Regions from separate parts of the Macaca mulatta genome. Here region 1 is linked to region 2. A link is a contact called in public Hi-C data. All regions are on one chromosome and are shown on one strand. Each heading gives the region's core, a stretch centred on a gene start, on an enhancer-like site or on the middle of the called end of the contact. The rest is flanking DNA. Distances are from core to core; before and after follow the strand shown. Region 1 overlaps MYH9 (myosin heavy chain 9). Region 2 overlaps TXN2 (thioredoxin 2).

Region 1 (6,197 bases), core at 2,274-4,773, 160 kb before region 2:
CCGCAGAGTAGCCAGCGACGTTCAGCTTTCCTCAGTGTCTGAGACTCTGACACTCACATCTCCCGGCCCAGAAGAGCGCCAGGGCCCTGTGATTTGCAGCTACATGTGCAACCCACCCTAGCTTTTCTCTGGCATGGTCAGAAACAGAAGACCAAGTCCTTAGGATGGCGCAGAGAAAGAAGTCGCTCTCACTTCTCCCTGCTAAACCCAAGGCCAAAAGTTTTCATTTCCCAAATGATGTCTATGACCCAATTCTGGCAAGAGGCCCAGAGCCTGGCAGCCCCGGTGTCAGGCTGCAGGCCGACTACTCACTCTTCAGGTGCTCTCCAGCCCCAGACAGGAGATAATAGAAGATGTGGAAGGTCCGTTCTTCCTTGGCTTGGCGGATAGCACGAGATTTCTCCAAAAGATCTTTGCAAACATTAAGGAAGCAACACAAGCTGGGGGGAAGGCAAGTCCTCCACTCTCCTCTTTTTTTTTTTTTTTTTTTTTTTTTGAGACAGAGTCTCACTCTGCTGCCCAGGCTGGAGTGCAGTAGCAAAATCTCGGCAGAGTAGCACAATCACTCCGCCTCCTGGATTCAGGAGGAGTTGATCCTCCTGCCTCAGCCTCCCAAGTTGCTGGGATTACAGGCGCGTGCCACCACACCTGGCTAATTTTGGTATTTTTAGTAGAGACAGGGTTTTGCCATGTTGGCCAGGCTGGTCTTGAACTCCCGACCCTCAGGTGATCCACCTGCCTTAGCCTCCCAAAGTGTTGGGATTACAGGCGTGAGCCACTGTGCCTGGCCAGCCTTCCATTGTCCTCTTATTCTCGTCCAAAGGAACTGAACTTCACAAGGAAGGAAGAATGGCACAAAACGGCAAAACACAGCAAAAGCAAACTACCTGGGTTCTCACCTTCAAGGGTCATGCTGTGTCCAAGAGGAGCTCACACCCTCGGGAGCCTTGTCTCATTCTTACAGGTAATGGGAACGAGAACATTCCCACATGCAAAGGCTAAACGCTGGCACGCGGGAGAGATAAAGTAGCATCCCCCAAACGCCCACCTCTGGGAGCCACACTAGACGGCTTTCAACAGCTCCATCCCATTCAAGCAGGTGGTTATCCTGCCCGTAAAGAAAGCAAGCCCTAAGCTCTGTGTTGAGTTTGCACTGAGCCAATCCTGAATGTCCCCCCAGCTCCACAGACAAGGTGTCATAACAGGCCCACAGGGGGAAAGTGCTGGAATCAGGAGGCAGCTTCTTCTCTATAGAGGTCATGCCTCCCCTCCGGATCCAGAACTCTTATCCCCATGAACCACAAGGATACAAGTCTCAATGTTGGCTCCAACAATGTAGCCGTTGACATCAAAGTTGATGCGAATGAATTTACCCTAAGTAAAAAAAGATAGCAAGAGATCAGGGGTGCCCCTGACATGGGGAGCTAGAGAGCAAGGGGGAGACCAGAGGCCCCCACGCCCCCTCCGGTGGGCACAGCTTGGAGGGAGAAAATCCAGAGACAGGACCCATGTGCCAGGCCAGGGGCTCCCTATGCCCGTACCGCACGGGCCCTCAGGACTCAGGTGCCACACTGCCTGAGGCCACGAGCCTAAGACAAGCCGATCCCACACCCAGGTTCCTCGCAGAGGGGGAAAGAGACCAGTTATCTGGAAGTGTTCCTCTCTGCCTGACCCGGGAACTAACTGGCTACTGGTGACAGAAGAGCACTCTGGGGCAGAGTCGGCAGTGCCCTCACTGGCCTTTCCACCTCTCATGGGGGAGGCTGAAGAAGCTACTCGTGGCCTTCTTCCTTAAGAGGGGCAGGGCAGGTCCACACCAGCTGGCATTCGGTCTGTCCTAGTCCACACAACAGGCCAGATAGCACTGAGTCTGAACCGTCCTCGGTTTTGAGGGGAGCGCACCCAGGAGAAGGCAGCATGAGCCAAAGCTCCGGGCAGGGCCCTCTGTCCCCAGAGCCGGTCGCCACCGCACTACTCACGAAGCGGGAAGAGTTGTCATTCTTCACGGTCTTGGCGTTCCCGAAGGCCTCCAGAATGGGGTTGGCCTGCAGCAGCTGCCGCTCCAGCTCACCCTGCAAGGAACCCAGGGGCACAGTGAAGGCCGGGCAGCGACCTGGGCTACCGAGCCTGCCCTGCCTGGAAGGGGGACGATGGCAGAGCCGTGTCAGCATGTCCAACATGCCAGAAACAGAGGTTTCCGGGTGGGCGCCAGTGTGCCACTCCAGCCAAAGCCAGGTCCCGGTATCACCCAAGTGTGGCCTTCCCGCCAGGCTTTGGAAACCTTGGTCAGTTTGAACTTACTTCCGTGGCCCTGGAAACGGCAGGCAGGAAGCTCCCTCAGCTCTAGGAATCTGGCCCTGGAGGACCTATGTGAAAGCAGCACCCAAACTAGCGAGCTGGCGGCACAGACACCCTGGGACAGTGTCTCCACCCCGTATACACCAGCTTCCCTCTACCTCCTTGCCTCTAATCTTCACATTTTTATTCCTTTTCATAGGAAAAGCAAATGAGGGGATTGGATCTGGAAAATATACACGCTCATCTAATCTGTGTCCTGATAAATGCTTCACTTTCTGTATCAGCCCCTCCACTGCTGCACCCAAAACCCACCACGGCAGGCAATGAGCACGGGATCCATGAGGCCCACTTTGGGCTGCAAGCTGTTTACTGAGAATGTCACTAAATCCTGCTGTGCACTCCAGGGGTGCTTTGTGGTAGACAAAATGCACCCTTGTGCCTTCTTATCCCTACACCCTCACCATACTCAGGGGGCAGGACAGAGCGGCCCCATTTCACAGAAGAGGAAGCTGAGGCCAAGGGAGAGGAATGACGTGCTCAAGGTCATCCAGCTGTCAATCAGCAGAGCGGGCTGGCAGAACTCCAGTCCCCTACCTAACCCGTCGGCCACTGCCCTGTCTTCGCACCTGTGCAGCAGGCCCATGCAACCAGGGAATAACTAATGCTGACTGAGGAAACTAGGGAGCTGGTTCCCCTTAATGCCTGAGTGCCCTCTGGGGGAAAGAACATCACACAAGGGCCAGGCCAGGCTTTGTATTTATTAAAGACTGGAGTCAAGCCAGGGTTTTCCGGGAACAGCAGCCGCCTGTGAGTGATGACAAGGAAAACTGGGAGGAATAGGAGCTCCCAGGACAGCCACGGACCCTGGCCTTACAAGCACACCTGCCATAGACGAGACTCATCTGCAGAGCACCGGGGACACTCTGGAGTCTAGCCAAGCCAGACTGGAAGCCCACCTGAGACCACAAGGGACAGAGTAGAGCCTCCTCCTCTGGCAGTCCTCCTAGGCCAGGACCCCCCAACCCAGGGCTAGGAAGCCTTCTGCTTGTGAACCATCCAGACAAGTGAGGGCATTGCCCTAGTGCCCGCCCCTGAAGGAGGGTCAGCGGGGCCAGGTCAGAGGGCAGGGGTCAAGCCCACAGAGCAGGCTCTACATGTGCGCTGGGCACCAGTGGTAACTGGACACCGGGTTTCCACCCACAGGCCTCGGGCGGGCCTAGGAAGTCGGCTGAGGCAGCCCACGGAGCCAGATTTGGATGAGAATGGCTCCCACACCCACTACGCCGTTCCTCTCACAGCACAGGCCAGGCTGCCAGGCTGGCTGAACCGCTCCCGTTCCCGCAGACAGAAGGGAGCGCGGCCCCCTCCAGGGCCTGTGCTTGCCCTGGCTTGGAGGCAAACTGAGGCCTCTGTTTGGGACCACACGCTGTTGCCGTGGAAAGTGGGGCCGCAGGGCCAAGTCGGGAGCAGCCACTTCAGATTCCAGAGCCGTGTTCCCTGCTGACAACAGTGATGACTAACCTATGGCTTTTCCTCTACTGACATCTAATTGGGCACAGAAGAGATTTTAATTTTTCAATGAAATCTGCATAACATGAAGTGACATGGTACTGTCTAAGGTTAGGGGTTACCCATTGGTTTCTGAAGGGCTTCACTGGGTGGTGTTTCTGCCAGTGAGCCCCAACAAGAACACAAATAACAGACCAGGGAGAGGCAAAGGTCACCATTTAGGCTCCGGGCATCTGCCCGGAAAGCTCCTTGGACCAAGCTCTGCTTTGCCAACCCGCAGCCCAGGCCAAACCTGGCCTCCCCACAGCAAGGTGAGGTCTGGAACAACCCCTCTGCTGGTATTGGGAGGGTCAACTTGGCCACTGCAAGCGAGAGACTGCTGGCTCCCAAACCAAGTTCAAGGGTGTTCCATGCTCCGGCTGCCTGTGGAAAATCACAGCACAGCTTCAGGCAAGGAAATCAACCAAACCGGCCAATGGCCTTTCACACTAACAGCCTGAGCTGTGACTGGAACCCTGGGGCAACCTATTCCCTCATTCTAGTGGGCTCAGGGCAGGGACAGGGTGCCTAGCAAAGTCTGCATTTTGACAGCATGGCTCCCACTGTCACCCCCAACCCCAGCCTGCTGTCTTTGCTGAGTGCTGCCTTCCCCTCTACAACAGGAACCCCCGATGTAAGGCATATGAGCTATTTCACTGCTCTCTGTGTCCTGTCTTCTGTCTTCCAGGACAGGGACTCCAGTGTCACCCTCCCAAGAACCAGTCATGTACTAGGCAGTCAATAAATACTCGGGAAAAGGATTTTACTGCAAATTCGGAGATGGAAAACCACGGCTAGAGAACTCCTAACCTCACAGCTTTGTTTTTAAAATAGGCCTCCTAAAAAGAATGCAAAATGGGGGGTAGGGGAGGGAGACAGGGAGAGAGGGAGATACGGAGACAGGGGGAGAGGGAGAGAGAAGAAAAGAAACTTTATTAGTTTCTAAATATAACTCCTGACACCCCATGGAAAAAGATTCCAAATGTCTTGAGAAGCTTGGCACATGAAAAGTTACTTTTGGTTGGGTTCCAGAAGACTGTACTCATTAGGCCATTCTGCAGGCCACACCCCAGACCTGCATGCAGACTCACACCCCTCCTTACTTACGAACGCCGCACACGGCACGCCAGTAAGGTGGAGCCGCCGCTGGGAGCGACCAAGCTCCCCCTGACGGCTTCAAGGAACACCACTGGCACTTAGGTTTCACAGGGGAGTTTAAGAGTGTGCTTGAGAGACAGCGTCCCACAGCCATGCTTGTCTGATCACCCCAACCTCTGAAAAACTCCAACATGAGAACTCCCCAGCACTGCTTCTGACTGGCACGGCGGTGGCGGGCGAGGGCCGCCGGCCATCTGCATCTGGTCTGGACCACAGAGCATGGAGGGCTCCGTGAGAGCGGAGTCCCCGCCCACCGTGCCGGGGTCAAGTTCTGCATGGGACATGACAGCTATAGTGCGCTGTGGGGAAATCTGGGCGTGACTGGAGTTTCTGAGAACAACTAGGTGTGAGGCCCATCTCCATTCTGCAGGGACTGTCACTTCAGAGTGCACAGGAGGTCACTGTGTGCCACACCCAGCCCCTCCTCCCAAGACAGTCAGTGAGCTGAGCCTAAAAGAAGAGCTCTAGCTGCAGAAAGTGACAAGTGTGGGGTGAAAAGCTGCTTAGAACAAAATACAGAATTCAAGGGCACACGATGGGCAGAACACGCATTCCCAGTGCAGAACGTGCAGTAAAACGTGCAGCTCACCTAGCGAGGACGCTGCTGGTTCAACCATAATCCATCAAAAGGGAGAGGAAAAAAATGGAGGTGAGATGACTTTCCAATTGCCCTTTCTCTCTTCGCTGGGGTGGTGGGGTTGGGTGGCTGTCTGCCCAGAGGCATTTCTTTTTTTTTTTTTTTTGAGACGGGGTCTCACTCTGTCACCCAGGCTGGAGTGCAATGGCGTGATCTGGGCTCGCTGCAAGCTCCGCCTCCCGGGTTCACGCCATTCTCCTGCCTCAGCCTCCCGAGTAGCTGGGACTACAGGCGCCCGCCACCACGCCCGGCTAATTTTTTGTATTTTTAGTAGAGACGGGGTTTCAACATGTTGGCCAGGATGGTCTCGATCTCCTGACCTTGTGATCCGCCCACCTCGGCCTCCCAAAGTGCTGGGATTACAGGTGTGAGCCACCGCGCCCGGCCCACCCAGAGGCATTTCAACATCAGGGGAAAGAAATGGATTCAAACACAGCCTCCATCAACTTGAGGACCAAGTCTTGGAATCTGCCTTCCAGCCTCAGAAGCGGGGGGACACACAGCAATGAGCTGCAAACGCCAAGAGGGCTGCTACGCAAACTCCAGGACCTCATCA
Region 2 (6,444 bases), core at 489-2,988:
GCATCCCTGGGGCCATGGGGTAGGCTGTCAGACCCCCCTGCCACCAAGTACCCGACTCACAGGAAGCTGGGGCCTCATCCGGGCAACCGAGCCCTGACAGCTTGGCCCCAGGAGTGAGGCAGACGGAAGGCTTTCTTGGCTGGCAAGCCTGGCTCCCTTGGCACACTCCTCTATGGCCAAGGGGAGCTGGGGGCCAAAAGAGGTTGTCTGGTCCCAAGGCCCAGAAGTTCCTGCAGGCACCCACGGGAAGGAGAGCCTGATCCCCACAGGGCCAGGCACTTGCTGGGGCAGTCAGGAGCCCGTCAGACGGGGGTGGCCTCAGAAGGGTCAAAGGGTTCAGCTATGGGAGCCCAGGTTTCAGAGGCAACCACGTCTGGATAGAAACCCCAGTTCTGCATCCCATGAGCCTCAGTGTCTTCATCGGGGTAATGGGGACAACAGCCTCTTGCCTTAGAAGGGCACGAGGACTGGCACGTGGCATCCTCAGAATAGCAGCCACAGCTGACAAGCATGATAGTGAACAGGAGGGGCTGGTTGGAGAGAGTGCTGTGGAGTTAGGCGAGGATGCAGGGACAGTGGACAAGCCCCCTGGGAAAGGGTCACAGGTGCTCTGAGCCCACACAGATGCAACATGGCAGACGGTGCAGACCCTTGCTTTATTGGTCTGACTTGTTCACAGTTCAGCCCCCGGCTCAGAAAACCAATGGGCCAGCTAAGGAGCGAAGGAGGTGCCTCGAGACTTCCAGAGTCAAGGTTCTCCAGGGCTCCCCAGCCCATTAATCATTTTCTGCCCCACTGCCTGGGAGGTGAGGTGGGAGGGGGCTCCCTGGGGGGTGAGGATGGGTGACTAGAGGGGATTTCAGTGTGGGACCCAGGGTTGCTCTTCACAGTAGGAGGTGGAAGGGATGACTAAGTTCTTTATCACAGACCTGCAAAAAATGAGAGAATTAGATATTATTCTCACTAATTTGGGCTTCTTTTTTCTTTTTCTTTTTCCAAAACAGCAGCAGGAAAGAGAAATGCAGGTGGAGATGAGCCAGGTACGAGGCTTCAGATCGGAAGGGACCAGAGATGAGGACCAACGTGTGGCTGCCTGACCAGGAACGCTGTGGGCTGGCCCGGGCTCTCTCCACGCATCCTGGGAGAACTGCCACAGGCCCTAGAGGAGGGATGAAATGCGTGTGGGAGGGAAGACGGCGGACCCCAGATCAGCAGCAGCACCATCCTCTGATGGCCCCTGGGCAGTCCACCAGCTCAGAAGCACTCAGGGCTGGAGCCCGGGCTCTAAGCACAGGCCCCAGAGGCCAGACAGGAGGGAGGCAGCAGGAAGGGCTGGCGTGGAAGGGCTGAGTTCTACTGGGGTCCCACGCGGGCAAGGGAACCAGGACTCGCCCCTGCTTGTCAGCCAATCAGCTTCTTCAGGAAGGCCTCCAACTGATCCTCATCCTTGATGCCTACAAACTTGTCCACCACGTCCCCATTCTTCATGGCCAGTACAGTGGGCACCGCCGACACCTGGGTGGGGAGGACAAGGGGGTCCAAGTGAATTGGCAGTGAACGCTTCTCAACTGCCACTCCCAAGCCTTTGTGGGGAAGGCTGGTGGCTTATCCAGGGCACTGATTTCCCAAAGCCATGGGCAGGCCTAGAGGAACGTGGCTCTTCCCTTAGTGCAGGGGTACTGCAGGGCCCGGTGGCCACCCGTTGAAGAAACTTCTTCCATTGCGGGCTCCCAGCAGTACCCTTCCTCCCTTAACCACAAGACTGACTCACTGGCCCAGTGGTTTTGCTGGAATGACAGGAGAGATGAAAATAGCCCATGCAGCTGCAGGCCAGGGCTGGGGGCAGGGAGGAGCTCGGGGGAAGCCTGGCCCGGGGGGAGACAGAAGCTGGGGGACAGTTCGAGTCCTGGCTTTGCACTCACTCGCAAGGGGGCCTTGGCCAGGTCACAGCACCTTTCTGAGCCTCAGTGTCCTTTTCCATAAAATGGGGGTAATGTCTACCTTTAGGGTTTGGGATGAACATTAAAGATTCAACAAGTATAGGCTGGGCACAGTGGCTTACATCTATAATCCCAGCCCTCTGGGAGACTGAGGCTGGAGGATTGCTTGAGTTCAACAGTTCCAGACTAGCTTGGGCAATACAGTGAGACCTTGTGTTTACTAAACTCCCCCCCCCAAAATTAGCCAGGCATGGTGGTGCATGCCTGTCCTCACGTACGTGGGAGGCTGAGGCAGGAGGATCGCTTGAGCCTGGGAGACTGAGGCTGCAGTGAACTGTGATGCTGCCACTGCACTCCAGCCTGGGTGACAGAGTGAGACCCTGCCTCAAAAAAAAAAAAAAAAAAGAAGAAGAAAGATCTGAGCATAAAGCAGAGCTCAGGGTGGGCGCGGTGCCTCACACCTATAATCCCAGCATTTTGGGAGGCTGAGGCGGGAAGATCATTTGAGGTCAGGAGTTCGAGACCAGCCTGGCCAACACGGTGAAATCCCGTATCTACTAAAAATACAAAAATTAGTTGGGCGTGGTGGCGGGCGCCTGTAATCCCACCTACTTGGGAGGCTGAAGTGAATCGCTTGAACCTGGGAGGTGGAGGCTGGAGTCAGTGGAGATTGCACCACTGCACTCCAGCCTGGGTGACAGAGTGAGACTCCGTCTCATAAATAAATAAATAAATAAATAAAGCAGAGCTCAGGTTCTGGCTGACCCAATCCGACTCCTACCAGCCAGGTGAGCTGGGGCATGACCCTCAGCAACTAAGCTTCAGTGTTCTCAGATGCAAGATGGAGATACTAATGGCACTTCCATTAGAGGGCATGAAAGCTGAATGAAATAATGTGAGTAAAGGCTCAGCACAGCAACCCGGCAAATAAGCGTAGGAACCTGGCATTGTGCCTGGCATACAGTGGGCATTCAAAAAACAGTGGCTGCAGAGGGCACAAGGAAAAGTCCAACACAGGCCACACGAGAGCATGTTAGCTTGCTGCCGTGATGAGTGACAGGGTCCAGAGACTCAGGGACTTCTACTGGACAGCGTGGGAGGAGAGGCTTGGCCATACACGACCTCACGCTTATTGGCGGGTTGCAGGCAGATGGCAACGGCAACATTCTTGGTTTGTGAAGCATTTACTCAGTTCCCTCAGGGACCTGCATAGGTTACATGGAATGCAGATGAGGCTGTGGCCCACCAGACTGGCATCGTGAGGTCTCTGCTGCCTGGGATCCCTGCCTGGCATTCGTGGGCATTTGAGAAAACCATTTAAACAGAACAAGATAGGCCGGGCGCTGTGGCTCACACCTGTAATCCTAGTACTTTGGGAAGCCGAAGCGGGCAGATCACTTGAGGTCAGGAGTTCGAGACCAGCCTGACCAACATGGTGAAACTCCATCTCTACTAAAATACAAAAATTAGCCAGGCCTGGTGGTGCATGCCTATAGTCCCAGCTACTCGGGAGGCTGAGGCAGGAGAATCGCTTGAACCCGGGAGGCGGAGGTTGCACTGAGTTGAGATTGTGCCATTGCACTCCAGCCTGGGCGACAGAGCAAGACTCTGTCCCTGCCCCCAAAACAAAATAAATAAATAAAAATAAACAGAACAAGATAAACACAGACTTTTCTTACACACAAGTTCACTACAAAGTAAGAGCAGAGATTCACACAAACGTACCAGGTCTTCACATATCCCAGTGCTGCCCTGCCGCAGACCATCTTGGAAGTCAGTAAGATTTAGAATGTTCAAAACCCGTGCACATGGTAGTTAGGAAAGGCACGCAGGCCAGACCATCCCACCCTCACCCACTAACTTTACGTGGCACGCCCCGCACCCCACTCCTCATGGGCACTTTGGGGACAAACACAGCAGGTCAGAGGACACAGTCCTTGTCCTTCTTAGTGCCTCAGGCCCCTTCAAATCTGTCCCTAGGCTGATGTGGGTGGCAAACCCTGTCTCCAGGCAGAGCAGGGCCCGAAAAAGTTTGCTCCAGGAGGCTCCAGGGAGCGCCTGAAGCCACTAGGGCCTTCCCAGGCATTCTTTGGTGCCCTCTAGTGGTCTGCAAAGGCAGCTGGAGCGCCTCAAAGCCGGAGCCTCTTGGCAGAAGCACAGAGCTCAGCGGCCGGCTCCCACCTGCACACGGTCCTATTCCTTTAATTAAAATAAACGCTTTATGCCACTGTATAAGAAATGGCCTAACCTTTTTCATGGCAGGACTCTAAGTTCACTGAAGAGGCTCAGAGAGTGGACTTAGTGTTCCTTAAGAACTCCAGATAGGGACAAGCACAGTGGCTCACACCTGTAATCCCAAACACTTTGGGAGGCCAAGGCAGGAGGACAGCTTGAGGTCAGGAATTCATGGCAAGACCTCATCTCCATAAAAAAATTAAAAAAAAAAAAAAAAAAAGGGAACTCCAGATGAAGGCCATAATGATCTCACTCATGTAAACCTCCACACATGCTTCAACACGCACAGACCCTGCTGGTGTCAGGTAGACAGCAGATGTGCTGTGAATGGAGGTCTGGTCATTACTGATCAAGGGGATTTTTTTGAAGTTGAGCTGAAACACACACACATAAACCCCCCACTAGAGCCCACAGGAAACCTGAGCTGGAATGGGACTTCCCTCGACCCCAAGGAGGCGGCTGAGGCTCTGCTGCTCCTGTGTTTGGCTCACACATCAGGCGGGGCCAGTGCCTGTAAACACTGCCTTCCGTGGAAGTGCACAGGGCCTTGGTACATTCTTCTGGAATGTTCTGAGTGTGAAAAAGGCAGTGACTGAGCCAACTGAGGGGCTGAGGAAAAGACACGCTAAGATGTGCTGCCTGTCGTGTTCCATGAAGCCATTTGGAACCTCCTATCCTTGGATAAAGACCCTCTGAACTCAGGGCAGGAGTTGGGGAGTGTGTACGTGTGCAGTCTCTTTCCGCTAACCCTCAGCCCGCCTGCACCACCACCGAGCTCCATGTCCTGGCATGTCTTCTCCTGTCTCACCCCGATGGCATCCATCTGTTAACTCAGCTAAGGGCCTACCAAGGGAAAGGCACAGTGCTAGGTGCTGCGGAACGCTGCAACCTCCTCCTCGGCTCATTGCAGAGTTAAAAGGAAAAGATCACTGTCACATGCTGGGTGCTTTTTCGTGTCAGGAATGATATAAACACCTGTATACACTATCTCACACTCTCCTGGCTGTGGGTAGGGTCATTTTAATGATGAGAATGCTGAGGCTCAAAGGGTGAGCAACTGTTCCAAAATGACGCGGTGTAGGCTGGGCACGGCGGCTCCTGCCTGTAATCCCAGCACTTTGGGAGGCCAAGGAAGGCGGATTATCTGAGGTCAGGAGTTCGAGACAAGCCTGGCCAACATGGTGAAACCCCATCTCTACCAAAAACACAAAAATTAGTGGGGCGTGGTGACAGGCACCTGTTGTCCCAGCTATTCAGGAGGCTGAGGCAGGAGAATGGCTTGAACCCAGGAGGTGGAGGCTGCAGTGAGCTGAGATCACACCATTGCACTCACTGCAGTGAGACTCTGTCTCAAAACAAACAAGGCCGGGCGTGATGGCTCATGCCTGTAATCCTAGCACTTTGGAAGGACGAGGCGGGTGGATCACCTGAGGTTAGGAGTCTGGGACCAGCCTGGCCAACATGGTGAAAGCCCATTTCTACTAAAAATACAAAAATTAGCCGGACGTGGTGCCATATGCCTGTAATCCTAGCACTTTGGGAGGCTGAGGCAGGAGAATTGCTTGAACACGGGAGGCAGAGGTCGCAGTGAGCCGATACTGCGTCACTCCAGCCTGGGTGAAAGAGCAAGACTCCTTCTACTAAAAAAAAAAAAAAAAAAGCTGGGATCTGAAACAAGATCTGTTTGACTTTGCAGTCCAGGGCATCAAACTCCATTGTGCTTCTGCCCAGCAGCAAAGAGACAGACATCTACTGAGTCCCAGCACGGGGAAGAACATGTGGGGACGCATTAAAGGATTTCATGCTTCAAATGCAAAACGCCAAGTGTTTTGTCAAAGCTTTTAGATATGAGAGGGTTCTTGGAAAAACAATTATTGAAAAATTCAAATCCAACTACATGACATTCTGGCGAAATTAGGGAGACAGTGAAAAGATCAAGGGTCGCCAGGGCTGGAGGGAGGAGGAAGGAGAGATGAACAGGCAGAGCAGAGGACACAGAGGCAGTGAAATGACTCTGGATGATGCTAGAATGGTGAACACTGGCTATGACACATTTGTCCAAACCCACAGAAGGCACAACACCAAGAGTGATCCCCGATGTAAACTTTTGGCTTTGGGGGATAATGATGTCCGTGTAGGTTCATCAGTTGTGACAAATGGATCACCCTGGTATGGGCTGTTGGTAGTGGTGGGGCTGGGCACGCGGGAGGACAGGGGGCTTATGGGAAGTCTCTGTACCTTCCCCTTCCTCTCCATTTTGCTATGAACC

The links. A called contact is a pair of places that touch in the nucleus more often than the background predicts.
Region 1: a Hi-C map of fibroblasts shows a contact between it and region 2, with 1.9 times the contacts expected there. The contact joins two enhancer-like sites. A contact is called at or near these places in 2 of 14 Hi-C or Micro-C datasets (cortical neurons and fibroblasts).

The regions. Positions count from the first base shown.
Region 1 is chr10:15,239,152-15,245,348 of T2T-MMU8v2.0, reverse strand. It overlaps MYH9 (myosin heavy chain 9), which reads right to left. Exons shown (of 41, transcript XR_013399116.1): 6 at 1,980-2,072; 7 at 1,311-1,374; 8 at 313-411. Among named protein-coding and RNA genes, the nearest start is that of MYH9, 67 kb to the right of the region's middle. Within about 2 kb of position 3,523, at least 5 of the 40 cell types and tissues checked have an H3K27ac peak or open chromatin away from gene starts, as enhancers often do.
Region 2 is chr10:15,081,670-15,088,113 of T2T-MMU8v2.0, reverse strand. TXN2 (thioredoxin 2) reads right to left here. Exons shown (of 5, transcript XM_077949847.1): 4 at 1,393-1,515; 5 at 638-929. The coding sequence ends at 1,402. Among named protein-coding and RNA genes, the nearest start is that of TXN2, 15 kb to the right of the region's middle. Within about 2 kb of position 1,738, at least 8 of the 40 cell types and tissues checked have an H3K27ac peak or open chromatin away from gene starts, as enhancers often do.